Regions from separate parts of the Sus scrofa genome. Here regions 1 and 2 are each linked to region 3. A link is a contact called in public HiChIP or PLAC-seq data. All regions are on one chromosome and are shown on one strand. The core of a region is the stretch at or near the end of the contact, and the rest is flanking DNA. Distances in the headings are between cores, read along the strand shown.

What was found. HiChIP or PLAC-seq counts read pairs in DNA pulled down with a chosen protein or histone mark.
Region 1: a contact with region 3 is called in an H3K27ac HiChIP or PLAC-seq map of alveolar macrophages. The contact joins two enhancer-like sites. A contact is called at or near these places in 1 of 47 Hi-C or Micro-C datasets (epiblast stem cells) and 1 of 2 datasets of contacts at active chromatin or transcription factors (alveolar macrophages).
Region 2: an H3K27ac HiChIP or PLAC-seq map of alveolar macrophages shows a contact between it and region 3. The contact joins two enhancer-like sites. A contact is called at or near these places in 2 of 2 datasets of contacts at active chromatin or transcription factors (alveolar macrophages and skeletal muscle).

The regions. Positions count from the first base shown.
Region 1 is chr8:73,184,569-73,188,387 of Sscrofa11.1, reverse strand. No RefSeq gene overlaps it. Among named protein-coding and RNA genes, the nearest start is that of CXCL13, 120 kb to the right of the region's middle. Within about 2 kb of position 2,082, at least 1 of the 83 cell types and tissues checked has an H3K27ac peak or open chromatin away from gene starts, as enhancers often do. A contact at or near this core is called in alveolar macrophages, where this site is marked.
Region 2 is chr8:73,122,165-73,126,182 of Sscrofa11.1, reverse strand. LOC110262133 (a long non-coding RNA gene) reads left to right here. Exons shown (of 3, transcript XR_002346721.1): 3 at 696-1,432. Among named protein-coding and RNA genes, the nearest start is that of CXCL13, 53 kb to the right of the region's middle. Within about 2 kb of position 2,577, at least 2 of the 83 cell types and tissues checked have an H3K27ac peak or open chromatin away from gene starts, as enhancers often do. A contact at or near this core is called in alveolar macrophages, where this site is marked.
Region 3 is chr8:73,359,253-73,363,118 of Sscrofa11.1, reverse strand. It overlaps MRPL1 (39S ribosomal protein L1, mitochondrial), which reads right to left. Exons shown (of 10, transcript XM_021100620.1): 4 at 409-667. Among named protein-coding and RNA genes, the nearest start is that of CNOT6L, 25 kb to the right of the region's middle. Within about 2 kb of position 2,533, at least 12 of the 83 cell types and tissues checked have an H3K27ac peak or open chromatin away from gene starts, as enhancers often do. A contact at or near this core is called in alveolar macrophages, where this site is marked.

The DNA of each region.
Region 1 (3,819 bases), core at 833-3,332, 170 kb after region 3:
GAGAGCATCAACCAGCAACAGAGTGACTAGAATGTGATCCAGGCCCAGAATCCCATCTTGAGCATTTGCTTCCCTGGGTTACTTATGATAATGGCTGTCTTAGCCTAAGTTTCACAAAGGGCAGAGCCTATGAGGTCTTTTGTGTAGCTAATTGATTTGGGGATGTGATCTCAGGAAAAAAGAAAGAGGACTGGGGAGAGTCAGTGAAGGAGGACCAGCCAGTTTGTTGGTGAGTTCTCGGGCTGATCACCTCTGTGATCCCACTGGGAACCTTCTGAGGAGCCATGTAAGACACACCTGAGAATATCCACCTGAGGAATGAAGAGAAGATTTATCCAGTGGTTCCTAGATCCTCTTGATTAAAGGTCACTTACTTGATGAGAACTTTCTCATATGTCCAGACCTAGCTTTTATCTTCAAATATGACTTGATAAGGCATCTTGAAATTCTTTTTTTTTTTTTTTTTTTTAATGTCTTTTGAGGGCCGCACCCGCAGCACATGGAGGTTCCCAGCCAGAGCTGTAGCCGCTGGCCTATGCCACAGCCACGGCAACGCCAGATCCAAGCCACGTCTGTGACCTACACCACAGCTCACAGCAATGCCAGATCCTTAACTTACTGAGTGAGGCCAGGGATCGAACCCACGACCTCATGGTTCCTAGTCAGATTCGTTTCCGCTGCACCACAATAGGAACTCCGGATCTTGAACTTCTATTGAAGCAAATCAAGGAAATAAAATTATAATAGCAATTGATAAATTTCATATTAAACTAAATTGAAGCATAGTCCTATATTTTCTGAGCATTTTTTTTTTTCTTTTTAGGTCCACACTCGTGGCATATGGAGGTTCCCAAGCAAGGGGTCAAATTGGAGCTACAACTGCCGGCGTACGCCACAGCCACAGCAGTGTAGGATTTGAGCCACGTCTGTGACCTACACCACAGCTCACAACAATGCTAGATCCTTAACCCACCAAACGAGGCCAGGGATCGAACCCTCAACCTCATGGTTCCTAGTGGGATTCGTTTCTGATGTGCCACAAGGGGAGCTCCTGAGAATGTTATTATACTTGCATCCCTTTCTTATTTGTGGATCATGGCAAATATGTAAATTAATATAAAGCAAGAATTTACTGTCATATATGGTTTATTATGTATCAGGTACTATATATGCTTTATATGTATTAATTCATTTAATCTTTACAACTCAATAAAATATGTATTGTCATTCTCTTAATTTTTGAGGTGAGGAAATGTGATTTTCTTAATTTTCAGGTGAGGAAACTGAAGGCCAGAGAGGTGTCACTCCATAGCTGTATGAGCCTGGCCTGAGTTGGTGCAGGAATCAGGAAAGAGCTCTACGGAAGTTCCAGACTAGAGTTCAAGAGGCCCTTCCCATTGGGTCATGGGACCCTGCCGACCTATGGTGTTAGAGGTCCAGCTGCTATGGACCTCTATACACAGTGGGAGAGGGAAAGTATAAGTCTTGGGCACCCAGGAGGACACTTGGGGAATTCTAGGTACTCCCTTGCCCTATTTTGCTGGGAAGTTGCAAGTACAGGAGTCATGGCCTGGAAAAGGGCATGGCAACCAGGCCCTAGGTCAGCCATCAAGACCAGCAGAGGCTTAGAGGTAGCTGACGGTGAGTAGATAGTGGAGGAGAGAGATGAGGAGTATCAATCGTAGCCCCAGAACAGCTGCAACAGAAAGGCTGTGGTTCAGGTTACTAAGCTTTCCCTTGTAAGTTTCAGTGGGGCGAGGGGGATGGAGGTGATTTCAGAATTATTATATGAAACAGGTGACTTTGAGTGGCCCATGGTGATGTGGTGTATTGCTTTGATTCCTGTGTTCGGCATGGAAACACTCATTCTCTCATCTACTGGGAGTGGACTCTCCACTGAGACGCTCTCTGAGAATTACCTGGGGCTGAGGAGGGAAAGCTTCCTGGCCCAAAGTCATGCCCAATGCCAAGACAAGACACTGGTCTGCAGCCAATGTCTGGTAAATGTGGGGTTATAAGGCTTGGCTCCCTCATATCAATATGTGACAATTCTAAAGGGGCGTGCCAGTTTGAGTCCCCATGGGAATGACTAAGGCCTTTATCATGACCCACTTGATAGTCATTTCTTCCTTCACTTCCCATATTTGATTCTGAGCTCTCTCCAAAAACTTCCTGAATGCCTGTTTTCATCTCAAAATCTGTTTCCTGGGACATTCACATGGCAGGTAATTAGACTAGTGCTCTTGGATTATAGACGCTTGCTACAGAAAACCATTGTACTTGGCACACAAAAGAAATTCCTAGTGTGTGTGTGTATTTTATAAATATGTACCAATCACTTAAAACTGTGCAAAACATAGAAATAAACATGTAGGCCTTATTTAAAAGGGCAATGTAGACCAAACGGTGTAATTTATGAGGGTTTTTTTTTTTTAATGTTTCCATGTGGATGAGATTTAGACATATCTTTCATAAAGGATTGTATTAGGATTCAGTTGAAAAACAGAAGCTATTTCAATTAAGATGAATATAATCTAGGGAATGAGTTAAATGGAAGAGGAAAAATGAAGGCAAAGAGTGAATGGTGAGGCAAACCAGAGATGAATAACTCCAACAGCCACTATAACCTTTAAGCCATGGAAATCAAGAGGAGATGGGGTTACCAGATCCAAGAAAGTGGGTTTACCTACCAGGAGCTAGCACCATGGCAGCGGCTGCCTGCAGGAGGTGCTGGCACAAAGGGAGGGCCTGTCTTTGGGGTGTTGGGGTCACGAAGAAGATTTGGAGGCTGCTAGAAATGCCATCAGTTGCTGTAAGAGGAGAAATACTATGACTTTCCTCCCCTCTTCCCTCTAGTTCACCGTGTCTCTCATTGGCTGAACTTAAGCCTGGAAAATGGTGCATCCTGTGGTACATTCAGGATGGAGAAATGGTGAGAAATGCACCGGGAAGCAAACAAGTAAATCACAGCATGCACAGCTGTTTTCACATCTGAGCATTTATCTTTGTGCTTCTCATCATTTTATTTTCATTTTAAAAATTATTTTATTTGCAGCATCTTTTTTTTTGTGGTAAAATAGATAATAAAATATACTGTCCTAACCGTTTTTAAATGTTCAATTCAGTAGTGTTAAGTATATTCACACTGTTGGGCATACAACAGATTTCTAGAACTTTTTCATCTTGCAGAATTGAAACTCTGTATCCAGAAGTGAAATTGCTGACTCACATGATATTTCTATTTTTTTGAGGAACCGCCATACTATCTTTTTAATTTTCCCACCACAGAGCAGAAGGGTTCCAGTTTCTCCACATCCTCATCAACACTTGTTTTCTGCCTTTTTTTTTCTTTTTTAATGGTAGTCATTCTAATGTGTATACAGTGGTGGCATCTCATTGTAGTTTAGATTTTCATTTCCCTAGTTATTAGTGATCGTCTCATTAGCTTCTTTAGAAAAAGAAGACGTACAAAGAACTATTCAAGTCTTTTGCCCATTTTTGGTTGGGTTGTTTGTGTTTTTGTTATTAAGTTTCAGGAGCTCTCTATATCCTCATTATTAACCCCTTATTAGATACATGATTACAAGTACTTTCTCACATTCTGTGGACTGCCTTTTTATTCTGTTGATAGAGTCCTCTGTTTCTGTTGCATAAAAACTTTTCATTTTGATGATGTAAATTAGTCTATTTTTTCTTTTCTTTTCTTTTTTTTTTTTTTAGGGCCGCACCCACAGCATATGGAAGTTCCCAGGCTAGAGGTCGAATGGGAGCTGTAGCCTCCGGCCTACACCACAGCCACAGCAAAGCCAGATCCGAGCT
Region 2 (4,018 bases), core at 1,328-3,827, 240 kb after region 3:
AACAAGCCTAAACACTGAGACACCGGGGTTCAGAGCAAAGAAAGGGTTTATTTACAAGGCAGCCAAGCGAGGGGACTGGAGGAGACCTGTCACATCTGCCTCCCTGGAGGCAAGGGGCTTGGGGGTTTTATGGGATTAAGAATAAAGGAGCAGGACAGTCTGAGGTGTGGGGAGTGAGGGGAGCGTGGGGAGCGTGGGGAAAGGTGATTGGAAAAAGATGCGGTAATCGTTGTTCTGTGCAGGTGTAACTAAGCTACAGGCACCTGAACATTCAAAATAGAAGCACTTAGCATGATCTGAGGGTGGAGTTTTCAGCCCTCTGATGCCAAAAGGTCACATAGCGAACACTCACACATGCTCAGTTGGAGGGTAGGTGGTCCTATCGAGTCTTAACCAGTGCAGCTTGAATTATCACCACTTTCCTGCAGGTTCCTGGACATCATCTCAGGCAAACATCTTATTGTTTAGGCTACGTGCCACTTAGAGGACATGCAGGTCTTAAAATGACCTCAATTGGGGGAAGGCAGGCAAAATGGATTTGACAAATGATTACCCACAGTTTCACTTATGAATAGAATATAGAAAAGGCGATGGGAAGTCATTTCCGAGGTAAGGATGTAAAAGATGGTGACTTCTGTGTGACGTGCACTCTCTCTGTGACTCCTTTCATTTGTGCATTCTGATAAATCAAACAGCTGAATGGTGAATTTCCCTATGGAGTGGCCATGTGACCAAAAGTGGGTGTCCTCTGGCCAATAGCCAGTGAAGCACTGAAGCCCTCAGTCCAACAGCCTGCCAGGAACCGAATCCTGCCAACAACCATGTAAGTGAGCTGGGAAGAGGTTCTTCCCCATTCAGGTCTTGAGATAATTGGAGCCCCCGCCCCCCACCAACACTGTCATTGGAGCCTCATGAGAGACACTGAGCTAGAGGACCCAGCTGAGCTGCACCTGGACTCAGAACCTAGGAATTCACTACTTTGCTATTTGAATCCAGGAAGTTTGGGATACTTTGTTATTCACTGTTACATAAGCAGTGCATATCTTGGTGCTAGAAGTGGGATGCCTTTGTAACAAATGCTTAAAAATTTCAGAGCTGCTTTGGGACCAGCCAGTGGGAGGAGGCTGGAAAGATTTTGGGGAGCATGGTAAAGGAAGCTTAAGTTGCCTGAACAACCTGGCGGTAGAAATCTGGATGGTACTGGAAACTGGACGAAGGAGAATCCTTATTATGTACTGGCAGGAATCTTAGCAACACTGTGTCGTCCGCCCTTCAGTGGAAAGTAGAAGCAGGCTGAATGAACTTGGTGATCTAGCTGAGGAGATTTCCAAGAGTGTTGAAGGTGCTGCCTCCTTTCTTCTTGCTGCTTATAATAAAATGCAAGAGGAGGAGTTCCCATTGTGGCTCAGTGGTAACGAATCTGACAGGTATCCATGAGGTTGCAGATTTGATCCCTGGCCTGCTCAGTGGGTTTAGGATCCGGCGTTGCTGTGAGCTGCGGCCAAATCATAGACGTGGCTTGGATCCCGCGTTGCTGTAATGTGGTATAAACAGGTGCAGCTCCGATTTGACCCCTAGCCTGAGAACTTCCATATGCCACACATACGGCCCTAAAAAGCTAAATAAATAAATAAATAACATTTTAAAAATGAAATGGAAGAGAAGAGAACTTGAGAGAGGGATTGTTAAACCAAAGGAGCCAAAACTTGAAGGTTTTGAAAAATCTCTTTAGAGAACAAAAAATGCCAAAATTAAGAAATGACTTCTGGGTACTGTCAGGAAGCCAAGGGAGCAATGGTACATTTTGTTAAGACCTCAGAGATGTCGAAAGACCAGGTAATGGAGTTCCCTTCGTGGCTCAGTGGTTAATGAATCCGACTAGGAACCATGAGGTTGTGTGTTCGATCCCTGGGTTGTGGGTTCGATCCCTGGCCTTGCTCAGTGGGTTAAGGATCTGGCATTGCCGTGATCTGTGGTGTAGGTCACAGACGCAGCTCGGATCCTGCATTGCTGTGTCTCTGGTGTAGGCCGGCGGCTACAGCTCCGATTGGACCCCTAGCCTGGGAACCTCCATGTGCCCCCGGAGCGGCCCTAGAAAATGCAAAAAGACAAAAACAAATAAACAAAGAACAGGTTATTCAGTCCACAAAGGTCCCTTTCAAGAGATTAAGGACACAACTCTCACAAATAGGACCCATGGGGAACTTAGAACATGGTCTTTCATTCTCAGCAGGAGCCCAGGGTAGGGAACAGCTGATCTAGAAGAGCTTTATGGGTGTGGCGTTTGTCTAATGGTGGGAACCCCAACGAATTGCACAGAGGCCCCATCACCTTTTTGAGAAAACTGTATCACAGAAACTCTGCCAGCTGGGACTGAAAGGGACAGAGACAGGACAAAATAAGAAGCCACTGGACTTCCAAAACTCTTCTGGCAGGAAGCAAGCTGAGAACATTATTTGGCCACAAACAAGTGCTACCTTTCATGAAAAAGTAAGGATGACTCAGAGGCTGGAACAGCCTGGAGAGTAGAGCCACGAGCTGCGGAGAATTACTTCCAGGCCTCAGACACAGAAGGAGGAACTTGCAGCAGTCCCACCGCTTCTGGATTTCAGAACTGCAGTAGTCAGGGACTCCTCTGTGTATCCCTCTCCCTCCTTTCTGAGCAGGAGTCTCTCTAGTACTTGCAGGCCATTGTCCTTTGGGTGTGTTGGGGGCAGATAACTACCTCTTTGTTCTCACAGAGCTACAGGTGGACAGCTCCTTCTTTATTACAAGGAGCTGTATGTAAGGAGATACACCTGGAAATTCCCATTATGGCTCAGCACTAATCAGCCTGACTAGTATCCATGAGGATGCTGGCTCGATCCCTGGCCTTGCTTGATGAGTTAAGGATCCGGCCTTGCGTGAGCTGTGGTGTAGGTTGCAGATGAGGCTCAGATCTGACATTGCTGTGGCTGTGGTGTAAGCTGGCAGCTGCAGCTCTGATTCGACCCCTAGCCTGGGAACTTCTGTGTGCTGCAGGTGGGGCCCTAAAAAGCAAGAAAAAAAAAATGGAGATACACCCAAGGAGACTCATCCATACTGGGACCGTTTGTTTAGATGAGATTATGGATTTTGACACCCATAGTTATTGCCCAGCTGGCTGTCCTCTTTGGTAGTCTCATTTACTCAAGCACTTATCGAGCACCTACTGTTTACCTGTCACAGAGTTACATGTAGGGTATTCAAAGGTAAGTAATACATGGCTCCTAACTTTAATTCTGGTGGGAAAGACAGAGGAGAAGTAAGTATGACATAGTAATATACCCAGCATGCAGTGAGAGCGGAGTGGTAGCATCTAAATCAGGGAAGCCAAGAAGGGGTCCTGATGAGGAGATACCTGAGCCAGGTCCTGAAGGATGAGTAGATGTGATTTGGGTTGACTGAAATTACTAGTCATGTAGTTCAGAAATGGTTGGTTACTGGTAATTTAATATGGTCCAACTTGATAGGTAGGTAAGGAGCTTTTTTATTTTTTATTTATTTTATTATTTTTTTTTTAGGGCCACACTCAAGGCATATGGAAGGTCCTGGATCAGGGGTTGAATCCAAGCTGCGACTGTGACCTATGCCACAGTTAAGGCAATGCTGGATTCTCAACCCACTGCACAGGGCCTAGGATAGAACCCATGCCGCAGCAGAGACAGTGCTGGATCCTTAACTCTGTGCACCACAGTGGAAACTCCAGGTGAGGCGTATTCTAAACCGAGGACCTTCCAGTTGAAAATGATGAATTGGGTGCAAATAGGTTTAACAACTGGACATGTTTTCCCAGGACAAATTAGTCATTCCTGCTTTTGTCCACTGCATGTTACTGGCTTGGCGGCTCCAGAGCTTTCCTCCCCAGACTTGAGAGCGGACGCGAGTGAAATGGCCGTGAGAGCCAAGGGGGGCGAGTCAGGGTAAGCTTGTCCACCGGTATTACCGCCACTTTGATGGTGACAGGCAACAGCTGGGTGCTCTCTGTACACAGGCAGCA
Region 3 (3,866 bases), core at 1,284-3,783:
ATTTTTCACTGTAAAGTTCAGAAAGAACATAAATTTTCTAAAAATTATTATAGGAGACAAAAATTTTTACATTAAGAAACAGCAGGAATTCCCGTTGTGGCTCAGCAGAAACAAATCCAACTAGGAACCATGAGGTTGTGGGTTCAATCCCTGGCTTCTTCACTCGGTGGGTTAAGGATCTGGCATTGCCATGAGCTGTGGTATAGGTCGCAAACACAGCTCTGATCCTGCATTGCTGTGGCTGTGGCGTAGGCCGGCAGCTGTGGCTCCAATTCGACCCCTGGTCTGGGAACCTCCATATGCTGTGGGTATGGCCCTAAAAAAAAAGCGAGAGAAAAAAAAAAAAAGAAACAGCAATTCATTCAACCACAGTTCACAAATAAATTTATTTTAATTGAGTCTACATACCTTCTTCCCCAGAGTCATGTCCAGTGTCAAATCAAGATAAACACCTTGATTTGGATTAGTAAAGTCCAGAACTTGAAATTTCTTAAGTAAGTGAATCGCTTTCTCTACCTCGTATATCTGCCTTGGATATAAGCGTTTTAGGTAGACATCATCTTCAGGCTCACCTTCCATAAAGGGATATGATTTTATTTTTTCTATATCATCTTTTTTTTCATCTGATGCTTTTCCTTTGGCACCCTTTTGTGTTTTCTTTGCAGGCCTTAAAAAAAATAATAAACTCAAGATCAGTCATCACAATACGTAGTTCAAGAGACTTAAAAAGCTCAATGTACATTAGAAAAAAATGGCAAAAGATAAAGCTTATTTTAATTCAAAAGCATAGATTGCTTTATAGTTTTTCTATTTCAACAAATATTCGGTGAACTTTTGAACTATTGATACAAAGTTGAATAAGGCACTGATGCTGCTCTCTAGAAACGTTAAGAGTAGAGTAGGCAGACAGGCAAATAGGTAATTTCTATATAATGTGGTAAGTACTATGAGACCATTATCAGGGCCAAAGGGAAGCTAGCCCAGGAGGTCAGAGAAGGGTTCTGAAAGAGATGACCCCCAAGTCAATTCTTGAAGGACAAGGAAGAATTAGCCCAGATATATACTCAAGAGAGGTGAAAATATATATGACTCCACAAAAATTTGTACACTAATGTTCATATCAGCATTACTCAAAAAAGCCAAAAAGTAAAACAACCCAGATGTCCATCAACTGATGAACCAATACCCAAAATGTGGTATATCCTTACAGCAGAATGTTAGTAAGAAATGAAAAGGAATGAAGCGCTGATACATGCTGCAATATGTATGAACCTTAAAAACATTATGCTAAGTGAAAGAAGCTAATCACAAAGACCACATATTGTAAGGTTCCATTTATAGGAACTATTAAGAATGGGTACGTCTACAGAAACTGAAAGTAGATTTAGTGGTTGTCTAGGGCCAAGGGAGAAGGTTAGGGGAATGGGAAGTGGCTGCTAGTGGGCATGAGCTTTCGTTTTTGTTTTTTTCAAAACACTGGAACTCCCCAATTGGTTTCAAGAAAGCATTTCTTTTCTTTTTTTCTTTTCTTTTTTCTTTTTTTGCCCACGCCCACAGCATGCAGAAGTTCCTGGACCAGGGATCAAAACGGAGCCACAGCAGTGACCCAAGCCACAGCAGTGACAATGCTGGATCCTTTAACTGCTAGGCCACCAGGGAACTCCAGGAATGGGGTTTTGAGTAAAAATAATGAAAATGTTCTAAAATTGTTGCGCAACTCTGTGAGTATACTGAAAAGCACTAAATTGTACACTTTAAATGGGTGAATTATATATATGTAAATTATATCTCAATAAAGCTATTGTTTAAAAAATAGAGTTAGCCAGGCAAAGAAACAACATAACATGCACTGAAGCATGATAAACAGAATGGTACACAATGGAACTATTATAAGTTCTAGATGACTAGAAAAGGGGATGGTAAACGTTCTCTGTAAGGGACCAGGTAGCAAATGTTTTCTGGTCTCCTGTCTCAATGACTCAGCTCTGCCACTACAAGGTGAAAGTAGCCACAGACAACACAAAAATGAGTGAGTGCAGCTGTGTTCCAAAAAAATTTTTCAGGTGTCACAAAAGATTGTTATTTTCTTGTTTTCTCCCAAATCATTTAAAAATATAAAAAAATACATAAAACTCATTCTTAGCTTATAAACCATACAAAAATAGATGGCAGTGCTATTTATCGTGGAGAGAACAACAAATACTAGTTTTTTCTGAAGGCTCTTATTAATAAACATGATTTTCTCTTTTTTATAGGTAAATAAAATATTCTTGTAACATTAAATAAATTCCTGGATAAGCCTAAATAAATAAACGACAGGCCAGATTTTTTTGGCCCACTGGCCGTATTTTGCTAACACCTAAAGGGTAAAGCAGAAGGCATGAAAAAGCAGCAGATCAGGCTAGAGAATCCAGATCACAAAGGGCCTCCTCTAGAGGCAATGAGAAGCCACTGAACAGGAGTGACATCTGTATCTCAAGTAGAGGACTCTGGCTACAACGTAAAGGATGGATTTGAAGGAAGTTGCATCAGAGACAATCAAGAGACAACTCCCTTCCTTTCTTCTCAAGGAGATATAACAGCCTGAATCAGAGTAGTGAGAGCTAAGAGGATGGAAAGATTGTTATAGAGATGTCTTACAAGGTAAATATTGAAGATAGGGAAAGGGGAAAGAGAAGACTCTAGAATACTTCATAGTTTTCTGGTTTGGGTGACTAGACATAGAGCAGTATCATTAACCAAAACCAGAAATAAAGAAAGCAAAACAGCCTTCTTATGAGGAAGGTAGTCAAAGAGAAGAGTTGAGCTGGGGCAATATAGCTTGAGTGTGGGATTAGTTGCATCATGGGCCCCAATTCCTTATCGCTCCCTCTATTCAAGTTCCTTTGCTATGTAAGTAACTTTGCAGTTCCTCCCACTTAAAAGGGTGGGGTATATTTCCCAGTGCCTAGATCTAGTCGTGTGACTAGGAGGGCACTATAACAAAACAAAAGTGACTGTTTCTTGTTCTAAGAGGCCTTAAGAGGCTTCAATTGTTTCCACTTGTAAGTCTGTATTTCTGCCATTTTCATAAGAACAGGCCTGGGCAAGCCCAAAGGTAGGAGGTTGAGAGGCCTGAAACAGCACTGCCCCCACAGAGCTCCAGGCAATTCTCAGCTGACCTCAGACTCCCAGATGCACAGCAAGCCCAGCAAAGGTCATCAGAGGTACCCATTCAAATCTAGCTTAGATCAGCTCACCCACAGATGTGGGGCAATATTAATTAATTGTAGGGTGGTTTGTTAAGACGATGCTTACAAAATATCTAAGAAAATATGTTCAACAACAGTTTGAATCTAAAAAGAAAAGACAGAACTAGAGGTGATATATTTTCTCAGTACTCTTTCAATTACACCTTTAACGTTTTTAACATAAAAGACTTAAATCAATGAAATGATATTCTAGAAAGACATCTGGGTTCTGTGGTAGACAGAATAATGGCTTCCCAAAGATGTCCATAACTACATGGCAAAAAAGAACTTTGCAGACGGGATTAACATTAAGGAACAGGAGATGGGGAGAGTGCCCTGGGCTACCCAGGCAGGCCCAGGGCCCAATCTAAGCACTCAAGTCCCTGAAAGCAGAGAAACTTTCCCCTTTCTATACCTGACAGACAAGGGAAGAGACAGGAGAAATCTGAGCATGGAAGGATCCAACATGCCATTCCTAGCTTTGAAGATGGAAGGGAAGCCACGAGCCAAGGAATATGCGCAGCCTCTAAAAGCTGGGAATGGCAAGGAAACAGAGTCTACCTTGGAGCCTCTAGAAAGAATGAAGCTCTGATGACATCTTGATTTTAGCCAAGTGAGATCCATGTCTGACCTCTG